3 separate regions of the Zea mays genome follow, and all the other regions are linked to region 3. A link is a contact called in public Hi-C data. All regions are on one chromosome and are shown on one strand. Each heading gives the region's core, a stretch centred on a gene start, on an enhancer-like site or on the middle of the called end of the contact. The rest is flanking DNA. Distances are from core to core; before and after follow the strand shown. Region 1 holds the start of LOC100280710. Region 2 holds the start of LOC103650050. Region 3 holds the start of LOC100274211.

What was found. A called contact is a pair of places that touch in the nucleus more often than the background predicts.
Region 1: a contact with region 3 is called in a Hi-C map of ear, with 3 times the contacts expected there. The contact joins the promoter of LOC100280710 here to the promoter of LOC100274211 in region 3. A contact is called at or near these places in 6 of 25 Hi-C or Micro-C datasets (bundle sheath, ear, leaf and 2 more).
Region 2: a Hi-C map of ear shows a contact between it and region 3, with 2.8 times the contacts expected there. The contact joins the promoter of LOC103650050 here to the promoter of LOC100274211 in region 3. A contact is called at or near these places in 3 of 25 Hi-C or Micro-C datasets (ear, leaf and tassel).

What each region holds. Positions count from the first base shown.
Region 1 is chr3:48,922,133-48,926,225 of Zm-B73-REFERENCE-NAM-5.0, reverse strand. It overlaps LOC100280710, which reads left to right and starts at 1,520. Exons shown (of 3, transcript NM_001153629.2): 1 at 1,520-1,960; 2 at 2,125-2,254; 3 at 2,372-3,878. The coding sequence starts at 1,828. The coding sequence ends at 3,392.
Region 2 is chr3:48,537,072-48,540,986 of Zm-B73-REFERENCE-NAM-5.0, reverse strand. LOC103650050 reads right to left here and starts at 1,363. Exons shown (of 2, transcript XM_008675718.4): 1 at 1,022-1,363; 2 at 529-1,019. The coding sequence starts at 1,063. The coding sequence ends at 789.
Region 3 is chr3:48,766,328-48,769,849 of Zm-B73-REFERENCE-NAM-5.0, reverse strand. It overlaps LOC100274211, which reads left to right and starts at 1,905. Exons shown (of 2, transcript NM_001148583.1): 1 at 1,905-2,808. The coding sequence starts at 2,031.

The DNA of each region.
Region 1 (4,093 bases), core at 271-2,770, 160 kb before region 3:
TTTTGTCTAAGCGCGGCTCTAATAATTGCCGTCCCCTAAATAAACGGGATCCGAGACGCGGATAACGAACTCAACAAACGAGGGGGAAATAAATGGAAATAATGCACGTCCTCTCATCCGCCTAGATATTCCGCTGGTTCAAGCGAGACGAGGGACTGAGGCTCTTAGCAAAATCCATGAATGACCAAGCACCTAGAATTACGAGAAATCTTACGCAGACCAGTTCTAATCCCCGGTAACAAGCACGCGTCGCATTTCCTATTCGTTCGCCTCGCTTCCGGCAAAACCCGCAAGGCTACGAAACGAAACGAAACCCCCAGAAAAATCTTGACGAGACAAGAGAGAGAGAGAGAGAGAGAGAGAGAGAGAGAGAGAGAGCATAAGGAAGCTTCTGAGCATCAATGAAAAGCAGGAGCTGTACAGATCACCATATGATTATTATTATTATAAAAAAACGCTCAATCAACGATAATCGTGGTCCTGCCTTTTTTTCTAATCGGAACGGTATCCGCAGGCACATGGGGGCGCTATGAGGATGCCCGTTGCGTTGCATTGCATCTTCCAATCATCGCGTCATGAACCACACCAGGAGGACGCACGCCTCTTCCAGCAGACAGGCAGGCAGGGGAGGGAGGAATACAACAAACAAAACGCTAGCTAGGGTTAGCCGCGCGCACGGCGCACCTCATCCAGACTATTATACCCCTAGCTAGCTAGTGTGTCCTGTCTCCGAGGCACGGCATCGCGTGGAAGTTTTCGCGCCAGAACCATAAAAAAAAACAACCAACCAACATACCTCTAGCCACAGCCGATGCAATCATCTGTACAGATCGGAGGTCCGATTCTCTCGGCTGATTGCGAACGTCTTTGGGATTGGACAAGAGGTTTCTGATTGGAGACCCTCGGGGTCCTAAAGAAAAAAAAATTTGCTTCGCTGGCTGGATGGACGACACGACACAGAGGGAAAAGGAAGATGCTCCGTGTTCCTCTGCAACGCAAAATGCTTTTGATCCGGCATCCTAATTATTGGCTCCAGGTAACAAGTGACCCAGAGTTGTCTCTCTGCGACAACAGACGACGGTGCTAGAGACCCTAGCGTACATGTTTTGATGAGTGAGAAGTTTTCCCGGTTGTGTAGTTTCCCTGCTTCAGGTCACACTCATTCAGAGTACCAAAAAAAAAAAGACAAAAAAGAAAATTGAGCATCAATCCTTTTCCCAATCGTGTAATCTTTTTTACTTAGCTGGCTTGAGTACAAAGTAACAATATTTCTTGATATAGGAAGGACGAACTGTCGGGAGTTCCTTGTAGTAGTTTATGGTAGTGACGTTGCAGTAATAGCGTACCAGCAGGGGGGGCTCTGAAGCCCACCGACGGTTGATGAAGGGACACAAATTCTAGGGGAGGCGCTGATAAGACACAAGGACACACGTTTTCTACAGAGAAGCAAAGGGAAAGGCTAAGACGCTCCCACAGCCACGAGCTTTAAAAGAAGGAGAAGAGAGTGGCCCTTAACCCTACCGTTCTCTTCTCCCTAATCCTGGTAATCAGTAGTAGCCACTAGCGCTGCTGCCGTTCTCTTCCCCTACCCGACACAAGCTCCACCACCTCTATCTACCACACGCCACCACTGTAGGAGCTCCTCCACGATCATCCCGCCCTAGAGCCATAATAATTCGTTGAAGAGGAGGGGGTTCTTAGAACCAGAGGGCGGCTACCTGTGAAGGATACCCGTGCTGCTGGCTGCTGCTGCTGCTCCTCAAGCTAGAGCCGTGTGTGGGCTGTGCAGATTGCAGAGCGCAGCTTCCAGTCTCAGCATTGCTTTCAATGGGGAGGCACTCCTGCTGTTACAAGCAGAAGCTGAGGAAGGGGCTCTGGTCTCCTGAGGAAGATGAGAAGCTCATGAACCACATAACCAAGCACGGGCATGGCTGCTGGAGCACTGTCCCCAAGCTTGCAGGTACAACCATCAAAATCAAAATCAAATCCTGCACGCTTTGCTCTACCTTCTCAATTGTCCATCTCCACTGTTTCCTGCTCCTTCTCCAAGGCTACTTCTTTCTCCCAACTCCTCCTCTCGTACCTGCTCAATTGATTGATTAATTAATTAATTAATGGTGGCAGGGCTTCAGAGGTGTGGCAAGAGCTGCAGGCTGAGGTGGATAAATTACCTGAGGCCTGACCTTAAAAGAGGCGCATTCTCTGAGGAGGAGGAAGACCTCATCGTCGAACTTCATGCTGTACTGGGGAACAGGTAAAAAAGCTAAGCCCAAAATCATCACAGACACAGAATTTTGCACAGGCCGATTGCTTCCAAGCAAGCTTTCTTTTAACCAGGCCTTTTTCTTTTTTTTTCCACATCCATGGACAGGTGGTCTCAGATTGCAACAAGGTTGCCTGGAAGAACTGACAACGAGATTAAGAATCTCTGGAACTCGAGCATCAAGAAGAAGCTCCGGCAGAAAGGCATTGACCCCAACACCCACAAGCCGCTCCTTGTCGAGGTTGAACGCAGCAAAGCAGCTCCAACGACCAGTACCGAGAGGACCTCTGAGTCCAGTGATGTTGACCCTTCAAGTGGCGGCGCACTTGGCAACTCGAGCCATCTTCTTCTCAGCGAGACAGCACAATCACCACAGCTGCCAGCGCTCGGTAAGCATCGCAGAGAAACTACTAGCCTCGCACATCTAAGGGTGCCGCCCAAGGAGTTGTTCCTTGACCAGCTGGTTTCTGGTCATGAGAACCTCACTGGCTGCCGCACAGCAGGCCCAGTTCCAAATTTCCCTTTCCAACAGCTCATGTGCTACAGCAATGAATTTGGCAACAAGAATGGTGCTAGTAACAATTCACTCTGGTTTAACCACAATGAGACAAGTGGCAGCACCATTTCCACTGTGATGCCACCAGTTTCGCCATCAACTCTCTCAACATCAACAGGGCTCAATAGGTCACCAGACAACCCACACTCGGGAGGCACTGGTATTCAGAGCACCCAGTTCTACTGGGACACTGCTAATCCTAGCAGCTGCAGCAGTAGAGGAAGCAGCGGAAGCAACGGCTTGGGATTTGAGCTGCAAAGCACAAGCTCGCTTCTGGAGAGTAGTGTTTTCCCATGGACAGAATTAACACCAGACAAAAATAGCCAAGTTCACCTTGGGGAAGAACTCAAGTGGCCCGACTTGCTCCACGGAACATTCACGGACACACCTGCAACCATGCAGAATCTTAGCCAGTCACTGTACGAAGATGTTATCAAAGCCGAGAGCCAATTCAACATAGAGGGCCTCTGTGCAGCCTGGTCTCAAAATCTGCAGCCACAGCAACATCTGCAGGTATCAGATTTGTATGACAAGGATTTGCAAAGGATGTCCTTGTCTTTTGAGAATATCTAGACAGCATGTTTCAGCATGCAGGGAACAGAGAAATAGCAGAAAGCTGAGTCAATGAAGCCTTAAAAAATACAATATTTCTTCACAGATTCATTTGAAGGCTATGTGGAGGTGTGTTTTACGTAGGTACATTCTTATGATGAAACAGAGATCAATACTGATAACTGTTCACCAGTGTACATGAAAAAAGGGAAAAAATGAATCTATATTACAGCATAATGTATAGACTAGAGAAAGTACATCCTAGGAGTTTACCTCCTTTCATTTAAAAGTTGCTGTCTTTATCTGTACATGCATGTAGCTCGGCTTTTTTTGTATAAGTGAGTCATGGTTGATCTTTGTCTACAAAATAAATGAGGCAAGAATGTGAAATACTGCACCTGTCAGTAGCTCTTCGGAACCATACAAGAAATTTCAGATTTTTTTAGCTGTTATTTTGTTACTGTATATGCTTGAGATGCAAATTAATTGTTGATGATGCACTTTTATTCTTTCGATTTATTTCTTTTCAGAAATTTTTTAGATGAACCGTTTGCATATTCATGGGCAGGCTAAAGTTATGTTGGCCTTAGTGCTACTTTTCATTTGCCTTTTTCTTTTCTTTGTCCACCTTTTGCTAAAGAGAATCACAAGCTAGCTGATCGCCTTCCGCTTGAAGATACATAGTGGAAAAGGACTGTTTGGTTTCGCACCAAATAGGCAAA
Region 2 (3,915 bases), core at 114-2,613, 230 kb after region 3:
GAAGTTGTATACAATTCAACATGAGTCATGTTGGTTAGAGGGTGGAAGGCTAGGCATTCTGCTCAATAGATCCAAGATTCGATCCTAGGCAGCCATGATTTGATTTTTTTTCTGGACGGCTGAGATCGTAGAATGACAGAACACAAAAAGGCAGACTACTATTGCTAACTTAATAAGTAGTAGAGGTTTACATGATACATTAAGAAAGAGAAAAGGCACTACTAATTTTGAACATTGTCTGAAGCTGCAATTCTTTGCAGATAAACCTATAGGTCTCCACTTGTTGTATACTGAACATTAGACTATATGATGATGATAATACAAAACGTCCACCACGTGAGCAGTAGGGTCTGGTCTAGCAGCACGAGTATTTGTTCCTGTTTAATTCAAAAATAAACTAGCGGATGACAAATATTCGATAACGGAGTTAGTATATTTGAGGCTTGTTGTTGGAGAACCACGTTTTGTGTCACTTCTAAATAGATTAAATCGGTTTAAAAAAATATTGACCTTAGTTTAGGATCCTTCTTGGAGTTGCTTTTACCCGCAGGAGATTGCTTACATTGGCCTCCACGTCGAAGTATAGTTGTACATTCGGGCCGCCCAGCCCGGCCCGGCCCAAACCCGAAAAAACTCGGCACGTTTAATTTCGGGCCGGCCCGGCCCAGTATTAAATTCGGGCTGTGCCGTGCCGGCCCACGGCCCAGCCCATATTTCACTAAACATGCCGTGCTTTAAATGGGCGGCCCGAAATAAAAAATGGCGCAACCAAACGCCCGCACCGGGCCTCAGTCGCGCAGTACGACGGCGGGGTCCTTGGACGGCCCGAGGTCTCCCCCTGGGCAACCGGCGCCGGGATCGTCGGACGCGTCCCTCGCGGCGGTGGTGGCGGCGTCAGGGTCGGGGTCGCGGGCGGAGTCGATGGCCTCCTGAGCCTGGTCGAGGTAGGGCTTGAAGCCGACGCGGAAGGAGAGGTAGCCGAAGGCCACGGCGCCCAGCACCACCACCCCTGAGGCCCTGAGCGCATCGCGTTCTGCCGCGCCCGGCTCCTGCCCGCACTCATCGCCGACACGGACGCGCGCACCTGGTTTGGCCTCCTGTCGACCTGAGAAGACAGAACGGTGGATGGATCCCTGATCCTTCCCAGCCTCCCTGGATTGGACAAGTGCAGTGCGAGTCTGTGGACTGTGGGTGTGGGAGTGTTTTGTCTCTATAAAGTCTAAGCAAACAGCTAAGCTGCCTACTCGATCCGTTCCTTCTAATCTTTCCCTATCTTAAAAGTCACAGGTTATGGATGGAGCATGCCGGTGGCCGGTGCTGGATGGGAGTCGCCAGTCGGGAATCGGGATCGGCGGATCGGGACACGGGAGAAAACGGCGGCCGGGCAGGGACGTAGCACGTAGGGTTTCAGGTTAATGGAAATGGGCCGCGCGGTTGCGGCGCTTTAGGCCCGTCCCGCCGTCCGTCCGTGGACACACAGACAACGAGAATTTCAGGAGTGCGCTGCTATGAATTTCGGGCCTTTCGTGCCAGTAAACGGGCCAATTCGGATCTGCTTAAACGGACCGGGCTCGTGCCCGCCTGTGGGCCTCGGCGTCGGCCCAAGCACGGCCCGATACAAGTATACAACGGGCCGGGCCGGGCCGGCACGGCCCGAAATAATTTCGTGTCGTGCCGTGCTTGGGCCGAACTTTTTTTTCGTGCTTCGTGCCCGTACATTAGGTCCAGCCCAAATGTACACCTCTACGTCGAAGTACTTGCTCGTCACTTTGGCCTGCAGATCCACGGGCCACGGCTCTCTGTAGCGAAACACAGGCAGGCTGTCAACACGCACACGCGCTCGGTCTCTCGGGGAGCGCCGGCAGGTGCCCGTAACCGGACATACTGACGACGCGGGCGTCGCGGTGGCCGCCAAGCCACAGCGCGTGCGTAGCACGCCGCGTCTCGCCGTCGGCGGTGCCGGCGCAAGGACGGAGGGAGCGGACACGGCCGGCATGCACACCAAAGTTTTGTTTTGGTTTGGCTTCGCATATCGGTTTTTTTTTTGGATTGTTTTGGCCTATCGGATTAAATGGAGAAATCAAGAGGGAGTGGTGGGCCTCCGGAGTTAACTTGCGTGAACGCCTTTGTATGGCCTGTTGGGCTCCTTCCCACTCGACTACCCTTGTCTTTTCCTCTTTTCGGCCCGTAAAACTGGGCTACGGTTGTGTGTCCTTTTGTAGCCCGTGTGTAGCGCAAAAAATAATTATTTTGTCTCTCTCAACTATCGTGGAAGTTAGTCAGCCTTTTCACCCATATAAAATCAGATAGAAATTATCTCATCTTTGAAAATCAGGCACGTGACCATATGTCTGATTTTCTATATGTGTTTCCTTATTCTTTATGTTTATTTTGATCAAATCTTTAAAAAACCCAGACTAAATCATAGAAAATTCAATCTTGTTGAACTCCACATGAATAGATTAGATCTATGCTTTATGTAATTAGTTTATAGATGCAGTTTCTGCGGTCCAATTATATTGAAAATTTTATGGTACGCTAACTATTACATATTTGAGTTATAGTAAATAAAATCATGCTCATTGGATCATGTAATGCTGAATTATAGATTTAGCTAGGTTAATATTTGTTAAATAGTTTTAAAACAATATTTAAAAGTGTGTAAAATAGAAAATATGTGCTCTCTATGTAGTGTTACTATATGTTATATTATATGTAAACGCATCTAGGTCCCTTGTTGGGTTTTGGTGTTTAATTACATTAAATTATTATGATAATGTGTATTTTACATATGTAGATTGAGATAGGTCATAATAACGGTGAATGATTAGGCTAATGTAGTTTCTATGCCCATATTGATGAATGATCAGTTTTCAAAGGATGAGCGAGAAGGTTAAAGATGAACTAGTTTTAAGTGACAATAGAGTTGATGAACACACATATTAGCGATAGCACCTTTATTTTCCCTCCAGTCGTACTGTAAAGGGGGCATAGATGGATATCTTGATCTAGATAAGTCTAGTTTATGAGTGGTGAGGCACACATGTGAAAACTAGTGATAGGTAACCATATGAAAGTCCAAGAGATGCTTGATATCAAACCCAACTCGATATAGCAGTATTAGTTTCCCCTAATATGTGCTAGTGTGTTTGGGTTAAAGCTTGCACATATGTTTGATAAGAATCGTGGGAGAGACAATGCTACAAAATTATGCTAAGGTGTTTAGAACAAACCTTTGTAATTGAAAGGGAAATAGGGTCAAACCTTTTTCTAAATGATTTTGGTAGTTGAATTATTGCCCAATACAAATTATTGGACTAACTAGTTTGCTCTAAAATATATGTTCCACAGGTGTCAAAGGTTCACAATAAACCAATACAAAGTTATAAGAAAGGGTTCAAATGAAAGGAGCAAAGAAAACCGAAGGCTGCCCTGATATGGCGCACCGAACAGTATCTGGTGCACCAGGGTGGATCAACTCCAACTTGCTAGCTTCGGGTTTTCAGGGAGCCACTCCGCTATAATTCACCGAACTGTCCGGTGTGCCAGCGGAGTAACGGCTAACTGCGCCAACGGTCGTCTGCAAAAGCTACAGGAACAGTGAACAGTGCGTGACTGCGCGCGTAGAGTCAGAGCAGGCGCCAGAAGGAGCACTGGACAGTGAACAGGACCTGTCCGGTGCACCACCAGACTATCTGGTGGCCCCACATGTCAGAGCTCCAATGGTCAAACCCTAACGGTTGGGTGACGTGGTTGGCGCACCGGACACTGTCCGGTGGCGCACCGGACTGTCCGGTGTGCCCTTCGACAGCAGCCTTCCCCAACGACCACTTTGGTGGTTGGGGCTATAAATACCCCCCAACCACCACACTTCAAGGCATCCAAGTTTTCAGCCAACACATTCAATACAAGAGC
Region 3 (3,522 bases), core at 656-3,155:
CTTTCACAACCATCTCTATTCGACTCTACGCCGATTAGGGACGCCCTGGGTTGCCTTTCGACCCCGGAGCAACCCCTAGAACTCTCCTCATCGATAGGATCTACCCGGAGGCGAGTTCTAGGGTTCTTCACGGAGAAGAAGATCCTCTGCGCCATCAGGGACCGTTCGGCCCTAGGCGCGGACCGTCCGGGCGTACGCAGGGAAGGAGCCGCTCTTGCGCCAGGCCGCGGACCGTCCGCGCCTCCGCAGAGAGCACCACCATGTGGTTCACTCTAAGTGTTTGGCGTCCAGATCAGCGCCAACAATGCCCTTACTTGATATGCTAGAATAGAACAGATCAAGGCATTACATAAAGAGTGATAAAAAGATAAAACTTCTGACAAGTTTAAAATAAAAAATCGTCTAAAATCTCCTCTTTTTTATTGCAGCTAAAGTATAACGAATTTGAACTTGAAATCTTATACTCCCTCCGTTTCGTTTTATATGTCGCTGGATAGTTCAATTTTGTACTATCCAGCGACATATAAAACGAAACGGAGGGAGTATATAATTAGAGCAGGGTGGAAAGAATATGTATGATTTCTTTTCAAAATCTTTTATAAACTTTGTTAATTCATGTGCAGAGGATATGTTCTCATGTTTTTAGGTGCAGAGATTGTGGTTGAACTCTGCAAACCACAATGATCCATAACGAAAAATCCTTCGCTACTTCGTACTGTGCACATTTCTTACACACTCTATATCCTGGCTAACGTGCAAGCAGAAATGCGGAAGCCAGTTTTCCACCGGCATGGAACATCTAGATGCTTATTTTTTCGTGACGAGGTCGGTCACATCTTTTCCTACAACGTTAGCATGATGGGTTTGGAGAACGATCCCAACGACCCAACCCCACATAGACTGGTCCAGTCCAGCATGGCATGGTGGCATGGTGCCGACGTGCAGTGGTCCGACTCCCTTTTACGAGACGCGATTGCTTTTCGAAAATGCACGGCTTGGGGAGGCTCGATCTAATTTTCATTAGATCTTGTTCAATTATTCTTATTATATATGAATTGGATGAGATTCAAAAAATTTAGAAGAACTTTGACTTGTTTAGGATTTAAAACTACCTAATTACACTTAATCCATATGAATTGAAAGCTAACCGAACAAGGCCTTATATGGTTGTAGCAGAAACACGGGTTTCTTTAGAACAAGAACTCCACTGGGAAAGACTACGTGGCTAATTAACCTGATTCGAACTGTAACGATCAGAATTTACAACGATTCTCTGCAATCTGCGTAACATTTGATTGTTACCCCGAAAGTTCCAGAAGAGGATTACAAATCTGCAAGCATTTTCCTCGGGTTAACAGGCTAATGATTTTTTTTGTTAGTTTTTAGGACAACCTGCATAGTACAATTCAGTTTGGTAACCCGTTAGGAGCTTTTCCAGTTTTCCTTCAGGGTCCGTTTGGATAAGTGGAATTGAATTCCATTCTAATAATAGTAATTTAGACATATATCAATTAAGCTAATTCGCTTTTATACGAAATATATTTGTATACTGTTATTAGGAAGATGTCCTATATATTTATGTGCTATATTTTTACTATAGAAGAGTGGAACAAAGAGTGTCATGTAAGTTACAGAATAGAAACAAATTCTACTCATGCATAAAATCATTTCCTATCCTCCACCCTATGAATTTGAGATAAGCTTATATCTAAACTTTGGAAAGTGGTGGAATATCAAATTCTAAACTAAATAAGTTACTTTATTGAGTGAATTCCAATTCCTTTAAAATGAAGGGATCCAAACACCCAGTCAGTCCATTCCGAGTTTAGGAATTCCAGGCAATATATAAGCCCATCCGGCGGTAGGCAGGCACACTCTGCCTTGCGAATATATATATCGCATATGCGCTCAGTTGCTTGCTTCCCTCCACCAGCAAGCTCCGCAAGTCTTCTCTTCTCTGATCAACTTGGTTCTCTACTCTTGGCTGCTTGTTGCCCACCCCGCTGTCAGGTCAGTTTGCTCCGCTCGGAATGGCCTCCCCGTCGACGGAAGCCCCGCTGCCTCACCCGACCATCCGGGACGTCATGGGCCACGACGACGACGACGACTACTACGGCGACCACACCATCGCAGAGGAGGAAGAAGGGGACGAGGAGGAAGAGGAGTGGGACATGAGCAAGCGCATGTCGCGCCTGTCCTTGGAGGGTTCCGACGGCGGCGACGCCGACGACGAGGCCGGGGTTGACGAGGAAGAGGACGACGAGTTCGAGGTGCCGGAACGGTCGGACGTCAACGCTGCCACCGCGTACCGCGCGTGGCCTCCGTACGAGGATCCGCAGCAGGCCCCGTCATCGGCGTCGCTCCCGGGCACGCCGGACCGCGGCGCGCAGGCGGCGGGGTGGCCCGGGGCGAGCGCCAAGGAGTACGCGAGCGAGACGGAGGCGCGGTGGCCGCCCGGCGCCGACGGGCGCGGCGGGAGGCGGCAGCGGCAGCACCAGCGCCGGTGGCAGCGGATGGGGCGCGAGGCGTGGCTGGAGCGCGCGTGGCGCATGCGGAAGCAGCGGCGGCAGCTGCAGGAGGAGGTGGTGCCCGTGGTGGTCCTCGGCGGCGGCGGCGACTCCCCGGCGAGCCGCGGCGGCGTGGCGATGGACATGGAGGAGGTCCGCGCGTGCCGCGACCTGGGCCTGGACCTCCCCTGCGACTGGACCGTGGAGATCCCCTCCTACTACGCGCTCTCCGGCGTCGACACCGCCAGCAGCGGCGGCAACTCGCCGGCCTCCGCCGGCAGCTGGCGCATCTCCAGCCCCGGTAACTAATCAACCAACCGAAACCCCGGGCCAAGCATTTCAGAATTTCTTTTTTTCTACTGCGCTGCTAGCACAAACGTAGCCGGCGATCTGTTTGTCAAAAGAGTGCTCCGAACGGTTTGTCCATTACCGTACGCGACTTGCGTCGGTCAGGTCGAGGCGCGGAGCCGATCAGATGAGGTCGCTCTCGCTCTCGCTCTCGCTCACCCTCACCGGCCGGCGGCGGCGGGTCAATTCGTAACTTCGTTGCTGCGCGCACGTCCATTTGGCATGATTCATTAATGAAACCGACGGGCGGGGGCTTTGCCTACCCGCCATGCACGCACGTCACCTCACATCGCACGGGCGGAATCGCATGCATTCGATTCGACGGCCGTACGTCTCCCTCTTTGGCTCTTTTGCCCTGCCTTGCCAGGCAGTGCACTCGAACCAAAACTAAAGAGCACGCGCGCCAGGTGTCATGCTCATGGTCACCTTCTGTCTCATTCACCTAGTACATGGCAATGGGCCGGGGATTCATCGGTGGCGTGGCGCATCTGTTACCTGTTAAGTAGGACTGTAGGAGTATTACTACTTGTCTGGCTAGGAATTGGACTCGCGCAACCCGTGTCGATCAACCTACGCCTGCGGCCTCGTAGCAGTCTCGGCACACAAAACGAAGTAGATCAACCAATAAACCATAGAGCATAGATTTACATCGAAAACCCTTCGGGCT